Linked DNA regions of Mus musculus: region 2 is linked to region 1. A link is a contact called in public Hi-C data. All regions are on one chromosome and are shown on one strand. Each heading gives the region's core, a stretch centred on a gene start, on an enhancer-like site or on the middle of the called end of the contact. The rest is flanking DNA. Distances are from core to core; before and after follow the strand shown. Region 1 overlaps Atg10 (autophagy related 10). Region 2 overlaps Ssbp2 (single-stranded DNA binding protein 2).

Region 1 (4,755 bases), core at 672-3,171:
TGGAGCGTCTGAAGACAGCTACAGTGTACTTACACATAATAAATAAATAAATCTTTTTAAAAAAATAATGTACTTCATAAACAAAAGAACTACAATATCTTTTTTAAAAACCCAATGCCATCATGTAACAGAGATCCGCTCCAATTCTCTTTCCACCTCTCTTTTCATAGGTCTTGATCAAAATTGATAGAAATAAAAGATTAGCTTTGAAGACATTATACAAAATGAAAGAAGCCAGCCATTAACAGAAAAATACTATTTGATTCCACCATAGCACATAAGATGCCCATAACCATCGAAGGCAGAGGAACGGAGTGAGAGGACGGTTAGGAAGAGCATCGTGAACTTCAGGGGCGAGGTCCCTCAACAGCATAAGTCAACTCAAGCCTCGTATTATATGTATTTTGACACAGTTTTTAAAATAAAATAAAATTTATAAAAATACTATTTTTTTTCTTTGGGGCTCTCTGTTGAAGTGCTTTCATTCCTTTTAATATATGAAATAAATAAGTTTTCAGAGTTTGCTTCAAAAACACATCATTTGAAGGCACGGGGAAAAACAAAGCCAAGTTAATTAAATTGAGATATATTACGTCATTTCATATATAACACAGATGCTTTGAAAAACTGTGTTTCTGGCTGTGAGTTGATAATTGTGGGATCCAGGTGATAGGTACATAGAAATTCATTATACGATTCTCTCTAGTGTTATATGCTGGAATTTTTCATAAGACATTAAAAATAAAGATGGCTGTGCAAATAAATGAGGTATGAAACTCAGCAGGGTGGAAGGAGTGATGGGGGACCATGGTGGGCTTTTTACTCAGATCACACTGACAGATAAAGCATGAAGACACTTTACAATCTACCTTAAATTATGGACTTAGATTTAGATAGTAAAATGGAGAAGGATTTGAAAAAAAAAAAAAGCAATGTGTATTACTCAGAGACAAAGATGCCTTTGAAAAATGAATTGTCAAGCAGTTTAAATTTATACTCCATTAAATTTAAGTGTTTTACTTAGTTATTTTTTGAAGGAAGAAGGTTTTGGTTCTGGTTTGTTTGTTTGTTTGTTTGTTTGTTTGCTTGTTTTTGCCGTCATTGTTGTACTGAGATGCAGAATTGCTCTATAACCTTAGCTGTCCTGGATCACACTATATAGCCCAGGCTAACCTTGAACTCAGAGCAATTTATCTACCTTAACCTCCCAAATACTGACATAACACCATACCTAGCCATTATTTTTTTTACATTATATAAATTAAGGAACAGCCTTTATAACAACTAGTTCCTAAGTTACACTGCAAATAATAAAGATATTTCTGATGTGTTATTATGCGTCTTTTGAAATACAATCAAGCAGGTTTAACTGAGGAATCAGTGATTAATGCAGGGGGAAAGCTCTCTAATTCTTCTTTAAGAATAACATACAAAGCCAGCCATGTTAGCACATGCCTGTAATCCCAGCATTTGGATATGGAGACAGAGGGCCAGGAGTTCAAGGCCATCCTCAGTTACAGAGCAAGTTTAAGGCCATCTTGGATTACATGAAATTCAGCCTGAAAAGCACAATAAAGAATAACAGAAAATTAGCGAATGTTAACCATATAAAGTCTAACCTCAAGAAAGTGGGAGCATTTCTTTGCAGTGTCTGAATGTCCTGTTTCCACACCACAGAGACAGAAAGAAACTTTCAAGTGTGTGAGAATTGCTTTAGCAATACGCTGTGAAAAACAGATTTACAGATATTAATTTAAAAAGAAAGTTCAGGTCCCCAAAGCTCACATAAAAACGTGGGAGCAGCAGCTTAAGCCTGGGCTCCTGTCCCTGGGGAGGCAGCAACAGGAAGCTCCCTGGGGCTAGCTAGCCAAGCAGTGCATCCGAACTGAAGCAGACAACACAGGCAATAAACAGTGAGCAACCTTGCCTTGCTGGGCTTAGGCTGCGCACCGGTGCTCTTGGTGGTGAGGACTCTCCGTGTGTATCGTGTATCATGCACACACACACAACTCCAATGTATCTATCCAGCTGTATGTTGGCAACCTAGCACCCCATCTCACTGACTTCCAAGCACACCCCACTTCAAAGGATGCAAGAAGTCTCTGTTCCTCATAAGGCCCACCAGTCATATGGTTTCTAGTCAATGATGGCTGACTAGAAACCAGTCAAACATACCTATGATGACTCACACATACCCGGGTTGCCTGAAGCTCTTGAGGGCCCTCACTCCTATTTCTTTCTTATCTATACTACCAAGTTGCCTTAAATACGTTTCTTGCTACTCTGGGATCTGTGTGAACCTTTATTACAGGAATAATGAGCCAAGAACCAGAAAACACCAGCCAGAACCTCACCACCACTAATAAAATGACTAAGGAGAGTCTGGATCTCAAAAGTTCTGATAAGGAGTGACTAAGAACCACACTGCACATCAACCTCTGGCCTATACAAACACACACACAAATATAACACATGTGTGAACAGACACACACACACACATAACAAACACAATTAACAAATAGAAAACTCTAGAAGGAGAGTTGAAATGAGCTTTTTTGTTGTTTTTGTTTTTGTTTTTGTTTTTACAGTGTGGGAAGCCTTGTGCATGGTTGGCAGGTGTGATTTCCCTGAGCTACATCTCCAGCCTACTGTGATATTAAATTTCTAAATACATACTAAAGATTTCATGAATGCACAAAAATAGAGCTGAGATTCGTGGCGCCTCTGTCCAGAGAACGCTAGACCTTCTTATATGATATTGGGCTTTACGGACTGCAATAAGATCACAGTAACCCCAAGTGAAGATGCCTGTAGACATGTTTTATGATTCACCATAATAAACATCATTAACCATGTGGTATAAGGAGAAGAGCACTGGCTCATATAGTGGCTTTATTGGTTTTCTTAAAACATAAAAAGGACCCACTCTGAAAACAGCAAAGGCTAAGAGTGAACATTATAAACATTGCTGTGAAGTTCAAGTTAGATCAATAATCAAAAACTAGGTGGAAAGAGGTTTTAAAGTTTGTTAGCTTAATATTATTACTTCAAAACAATTTAAAAATCAGAGAGAAATGAATCCATAATTGAATCTGAGTGTACAATGTCTAAACTTGGAACACTCCCTGTCCCCTAGTGCTCCCGTCCTCAGGGTACATGCATGCAAGCACACGAATGCTGTCTGTCTATACAGAGTAGAGGGCTCCATTGCTCTCCAACCCCTGACCCTGGAAATTACCTGAGACTTAGAATCCTTTCATGGTACTTTGTGTTTTAGCACTGACAAAAAAAATATATCCATTTTTCAGAATGGCTTTTTCTCTGATTCTGGGCATTTAGAGAGAGATGTGAGCTCTAGAGTGGACAGTGAAACTGTAGAAATAGTAGTGGGGGAAGCCACGGTGTTAAGTAGCTTCTATGTTATTCTGTGATAAAACAGGGTTCCAACTGAATACAAGGGAAAAAAATCATGCAGGAGATAGGGCCTAGTCAAAGATATTTTGTAAAGGGCTAGCTATAGCTAAGTAGGACAGATAAGTTATGAGGGAGCTCAGAGGCAATGAAAATGGGTCACGTGGGGAGCTCAGCAGGTCTGAGCCCGTGTAGAGGCAGCATAGAGCCCCTCTCAGAGCTCAGGTCAGGCACATACACTGAGGCAGGGCTGGCTGAGAAACCAGTCAAGCCACACAGACACCCGACCCCAGAACTACCGTGCTGCCTACCCACAGACCACCCAGGACGCCTCACTAAAGTCTGGTTTGATCTTCACCGTGTTTAAGATCATGACTTTTAACCAGTTACCAACACTTAACAACTCAGAAACTTCTCCTAAATCAGGAGTTTTTACTTTTCTCAAAATATTAAAAGATCTAAACGTTCAGACAGCCTGGACAGCCACTTACCATCGGCCCCATTTTTCACACTGCTTAATCCCTGAAGGTTTGTCCCACGTACCTTACACCCAGGTCTCCACAGACACAGACATTTGCTTTTACAGTCACTACCTTCAGGCTACATGGATCTTCTCTGGTGTTGGTGTTTTGTTTTGCTATCTAAGGGCTTATCCCACTTGGGGTAAAGGCCCTTAATTAAAGGTACAATGCTCACTTAAAGGGTAAGGACCTTTCTTAACTCAGTAGCCAGGACAGTAAACATGCAATTAGACTTCACTATGCTATTTCAGAGACTGGCCAGCAACAAAGTCCAATCTTAAAAACTAATTCTTCAGACCATAGTTTACAATTACAGTGAAGAACTTCTGGCAGAAATGTCTCCCCGCCCGAAGGCTCCCCCGAACTCTAGAACTACCTCGTTTCACACCCAATGGCATACAGACCCCAGTCCTACTCTATTAGATCTCTGAAATGTTAACAGTGTTACCTTGCTTCCAGCTAATACAGAAGGGGGCGGGCAGAGATAGATACAGTGGAACCTGCCTGTGATCCCAGCACTTGGGAGGCAGAGTTTAAGGGATCAGAAGTTCAAGGCCGGCCTCAGTTACATGATGAATTGAAAGTCAAACCAGAGCTACATAAGCCTCTGTCTTAAAAACATAACAAAATAAAAAGGGCAAAGGGCAAAGAGAAACTTCCCGCATGGTTCCCAGGAGGTTATAAGCCAAAGGGGGACATGAGGGGCTTATTCACTACCTTACCGGAAAACCTGGATCTTAAATTATGTTTTTCATTATTGAAATATTCTTGAAAGTTCTAGCTCTTTGAAAGCACCATGAAATTTAGTATATTTTAGTCTTTA
Region 2 (4,755 bases), core at 805-3,304, 340 kb after region 1:
TTCTCCTATACCAATCATTCTCTTAATCACATTGTAAAAGGAGTACTTGGGAAACGGAGCGAAGACTAATATGAAGATGATGAACTGAAATCTATGGTAGCACTTAAAGGAGAAAAGCACTGCTTGGTAAATAATATGTGTGGGGCAAAGCACCACACAGAAAACATTTCATATGGTTTTTTATTTATTTTAGATAAGATGGGAAAAAAACATCACATTGGGGGAGCCGCCCGGATTCTTACATTCTTGGTGGTGGTAAGTATCCTTTATTTCATTTTTACGTGATACTGCATTTCAGTAAGCTCTTTATGATCCCTACTCTTGCTTGGTTTTTCATTTTCTACAGTTGTGAACTAAAATGTAGTGTTTGAAAACAAAAACCAAAATCTCAAGACCAATATTCCTGCATTTCCTTAAAGATACTACTGTTGAATCAGAATGGACTTGGAGCTGGTGTGTGGGGTTTTAACTGTGCTCAGTACGTTCATTTGGAGAGTTGCTATAAGAGATACTGTAGGTTGAATGGCACATACAGTGAAGTGTATTTCCTTAGGGCTGCAGAGGATAGGCATTCTGAGATCACAGTGCTGTTAGATCAGTCTTGTAATGAGGGCTCTTCTGATGGCTCGTAGGCAGCATATCCTTGCATGGTGGTGGGAGACAGGGAACACAGGGAATCAGTGTTTATTCTTACAAGGGAACTAATCCCATCGTGACGGCTCTACCCTCATGATGTCAGCTAAATGTAATTATTTTCCAGAGACTTCACTTCAAAGTACCAACACACAGGGAGTCAGGACTTCAGTGTCTAAATGTGGAGAAGGTACAATTCATTCCATAGCAGTCTCCTTTCTTGTCTTGCTGCGGCAGATGAGAATGGCACTTTTTCTTGGCTCTTAACTTCTGACTAGCTATAAGATTGCTTTCTGTAAAGAGGTCTGAGAGTTGCCGTGAGACTAAGTTGGTAGTAGGCAGTCATGTGTATTGGCGTGCTAACCACCCAGTTTCTTCTTTGAACTTCACTTCTCTTGGGAGCATTGAGGTAGGAGACACTGATCTGATTGACATATTCAACATTAGACTACTCATACCTTAAAATAACAACAGCAAATGGTACATATGGTGAGCACATTCAAGACTGAGAGGCTGAGGGTGGCAAAGGGTAGATCTAGTGAGCCATGCAAGAGTCTCAGCTGTGATGAGTGTAAAGGGTGACACCTGGCCAAGTGTGCCGATTGGCTGGGAGAGTGTTAGTTGTTCTGATGCTCACAGAGAGGATAGGAAGAAAAACAGAGCTTGGTACCACAGGGGTAGGTAGAATTGGAGGTCAAAGAAGAGTGTATAATTGCACACAGACTGGAACATGTAACAAAGAGGAGTCTGTCTCTGTTACTGTAATATGGGAGGAGGTGCAGGGGTGCTTGTAGGTTTGGTGATAAGAAATTCAGTTATTCTCTGCCAAGTATGATATGAGAAGTTGTGATGAGGGTGCTCAGTGAAGTGATTGTGGTAGTGTATGGTTTAGGTGGGAAATCATCGTAAGTATTTATATATAACCAATGGGGCTGAGGAAGAGGGAAGGGAGGGAGGCCTGAGGACATGTGTGTTTGTGTGTGTGTGTGTGTGTGTGAGAGAGAGAGAGAGTGTGGGGGGGTGAGATTAGAAACACAAAAAACCTTGCTAGATACTGTTTAAAGCCAAGATAATACTGATGCATATAAAGTCACTGTGACACAGTATATACAGATATACTTTTCTGCAGCAGCAATTGGTAGGACAGATCTTTGGTTAAGCTAGGCTAGCTGGTTCTTTCTGTGTCTCTGTCTCTGTCTCTCTTCCTTGCACCCTCCCTCTGTCTCCATCTCTATCAGAAGTATCATCTGTTGCCTTGGCCACTCATTTTCAACATCATCTTTAAAGGAAGGAAATAAAGGGCCAGGCATGTAGTTCCCTTGTACATTATTTAATCATCATCTTTTTAGCCAGCCTCTCCCCCACAGGCATGACTTAGTTGAAGTTCTGTGGCACTGGAACCACACTTGCTCAGTTGTGGTTGTGGGTTTCCTCTGTTTGTCGCACACACAGCAGGAACAGGTGCAAGCCTTTGTTTGAACATTGTTCCTGTAATTGGGCCAACCGTCCATTCCACTACAGTTGCGCAAGGTCATTGCGCTGTTTTCTGGGTTTAAGGCTGGTCTCTCGTATAGTGTTAAAAAAAAAAAATCAAAACTGTAATTTGGTAAGTGATGGATTTAAGGTGTTTAGATCGAGACTGTTCTTTTCCTTTCTAGTAAAGGGATTGAGCTTGGGGTCCAGTGCATGCTGGGAGTGCTCTGCTCCTGTGCTGTCTTCAGCCCTAACTTCACAGTTACCTCCTAGGTGCCGCCAAGTCTTCTCTTTATTGGCATCTTTATGGATGTGCTGATGCTTGTGATTACCACAGATGTTCATATTGGATACGCGGATTAAAAGAGTGAGGATGTCTAGTTTTTCTCTATGTTTATGTTTTTATGCCTACTTCATTTTTGCTACTTCTTCAATAACTTAACCTATATCTGCAGCATGGCGATCAATAATAATGTCCTTCATCCTTTGTCCCTTTTTGTGCTAGACTTTAGTTTTTTATATCAGCTATCAGAAGGAATAGCTTTTAAACCAGCCATTGTCTCTCCTTTCTGTGACTCAGAGATTCAGAAGGACACCTGGACTTTGAACTTTGAAGTAACTTAATTTGGAGATAATCAAAATTAATGTTAATAATTAGCATGTAAATACTTTAAACTTTAAAGTTTGTTGAACTTAACATACAGCATATGCAATATTTAAAAATATTTTCTTGGGTTTTTCCCCATAAAACTATGAATGCGTTCTTTTCAGCATTTGCTTTGTGTATGTGAATCATGGATAATTCACAGTTTTGAAGTTAAGGGCTCTTCTGAGAACTACCAAAAAGGTATGACTCTACCCTTCCAAAACAATGCATGATGAAAGAGTATTCCTGACCATTGTCCAGAGTGAAACTTTTACTGAGGGCTGAATTCAATCCAACAGATACATGGCTGTCTTGTCTTAAGAGTTTAGAACTGGGCCTAAGTCTGTGGTCTGATGAAGGAAGTTGGCCTGTGTTAGTGGTTCCCTTTGTCACTACTCAGGAGCCTGCTGGTATTATTGGAACCAGCTATGACCAATGAGTAATAAAATATAATTTTATGACTTCCTGTCACTTTTCAAATGGATTTGAAGTTGGAATTTTTTTTTGTTTAAGCCTGTTTACTAAATACAAATGCAACTATATCACCATCCAGAAAATTGGTGGGCTAGATAAGCAAGTCAAACATAATATAACAGAAGTATGTGTGTTACAATAAAAATATAAAAATATATTTATAATACAAATATAAACACAGGAGCCATACTCACAAATGTTGGAAGCATAAGGAGAGGCATTGCGGAGGAAGTAAATCAAAGCTGAACTGAAAGGCAGTAGAGGGAAAGTGTCAAGGGCAAGTGACAGTTCCTGTAGAGTCACAAGAGGGCCTTGACTGTAACAGGTAGTTTAAACCAGTTGATCTGAGGTTGTAGTACTAGGAAAGGGCATATTCTCAGCTAGGACAAAAGGCAGGGGCCAGATTAGGAGTTACAGAGTCTGGAGCATTGTGGTTTACCACCCTCACATGTTAAACTAAGTGTATTCCATGATTAGTTCTGTGCTTTCCCACTAGTTCCAGAGTTAACATAAAACACAACCTAAGAGTGAAAAGTCAAAGAAAAGAATGGGAGAGGTGGGATGTGTGGAAGATGGACAGACAGATGCATGTGTGTATGCGTGAGCGCGCACACACACACACACACACACACACACACACACACAAGCACACACACAAGAGAAAGGACAGCCAACAGCCTTGGGGAGGAGAGGGCTTGTGCTGTTGAGGGAAGCAGATGGTTTGTAAGCTTCAGTCTTACGTCTGACCTGAGCTCTGCAGACGCTTGTCTGTCACTGGTGTACTCTGGTGAAACATGCAGTTCCCAGTTTCAGTTTGCTGCCATCCTCTAGAGCATATATTATTAGAAAATTTACTTCCTGTTTATGCTTGTATACAAATGTTCCTACTTTTTTCCATTAATTTTAAAAATCAAAATTCCAGGAAACTTCTTTCCTCTGAGGTAAATATCTTTTTAAACCTGTGGAATTTGGAAATACAGGCTCACAAAATCTTACCATTTGATGGCTTAATTAAAAAGCCCTATGCATTTTAGTTTATAACATAGAAATATAAAGTACCATTTAAAATAATCTTAGGTCTATACATTTGTATTCTAAACTATGTAACTGATAAGATTATCGTAAGTGTAGTTCCTTTTACCTGGCAGCTGGAAATCAAATCTTTTTTTTAAAAAAACTATTTAGTATTATTATATCTAAGTACACTGTAGCTGTCTTCAGACACACCATAAGAGGGCGTCAGATCTCAGTATGGATAGTTCTAAGCCAACATGTGGTTGCTAGAACTCTTGAGCTGGCCTGTGAGACAAGAGTGTTAGTAATGCCTGGCTGGCCCTTACTGCTGTTGCTGTGCCTTCCTGAACAGTCAGTGAGCAGCTCAGCCAGGGCAGTGCCTGGGACAGAGAGAAGGGTGTGGTCATTGTGCAAATGGAATTAACTTGCCAGACTTGATACATAGCGGAAAGCAGATTTTAGTCTTAGAGAAAAGGCAAGAATGTGTGAAAGAATAAAAACGTGCTGGAGACAAA

The links. Hi-C and Micro-C count contacts between places; a contact is called where the count stands out from the background.
Region 2: a contact with region 1 is called in a Hi-C map of pro-B cells, with 5 times the contacts expected there. The contact joins two enhancer-like sites. A contact is called at or near these places in 1 of 484 Hi-C or Micro-C datasets (pro-B cells) and 1 of 115 datasets of contacts at active chromatin or transcription factors (double positive thymocytes).

What each region holds. Positions count from the first base shown.
Region 1 is chr13:91,200,895-91,205,649 of GRCm38.p6, forward strand. The region is part of intron 2 of Atg10 (autophagy related 10); the gene reads right to left. Among named protein-coding and RNA genes, the nearest start is that of Atg10, 21 kb to the right of the region's middle. Within about 2 kb of position 1,922, at least 22 of the 459 cell types and tissues checked have an H3K27ac peak or open chromatin away from gene starts, as enhancers often do. A contact at or near this core is called in pro-B cells, where this site is marked.
Region 2 is chr13:91,539,142-91,543,896 of GRCm38.p6, forward strand. Ssbp2 (single-stranded DNA binding protein 2) reads left to right here. Exons shown (of 17, transcript NM_024272.4): 3 at 194-255. It overlaps Gm41016 (a long non-coding RNA gene), which reads left to right. Exons shown (of 2, transcript XR_873721.1): 2 at 1-192. Among named protein-coding and RNA genes, the nearest start is that of Gm41016, 7.5 kb to the left of the region's middle. Within about 2 kb of position 2,055, at least 94 of the 459 cell types and tissues checked have an H3K27ac peak or open chromatin away from gene starts, as enhancers often do. A contact at or near this core is called in pro-B cells, where this site is marked.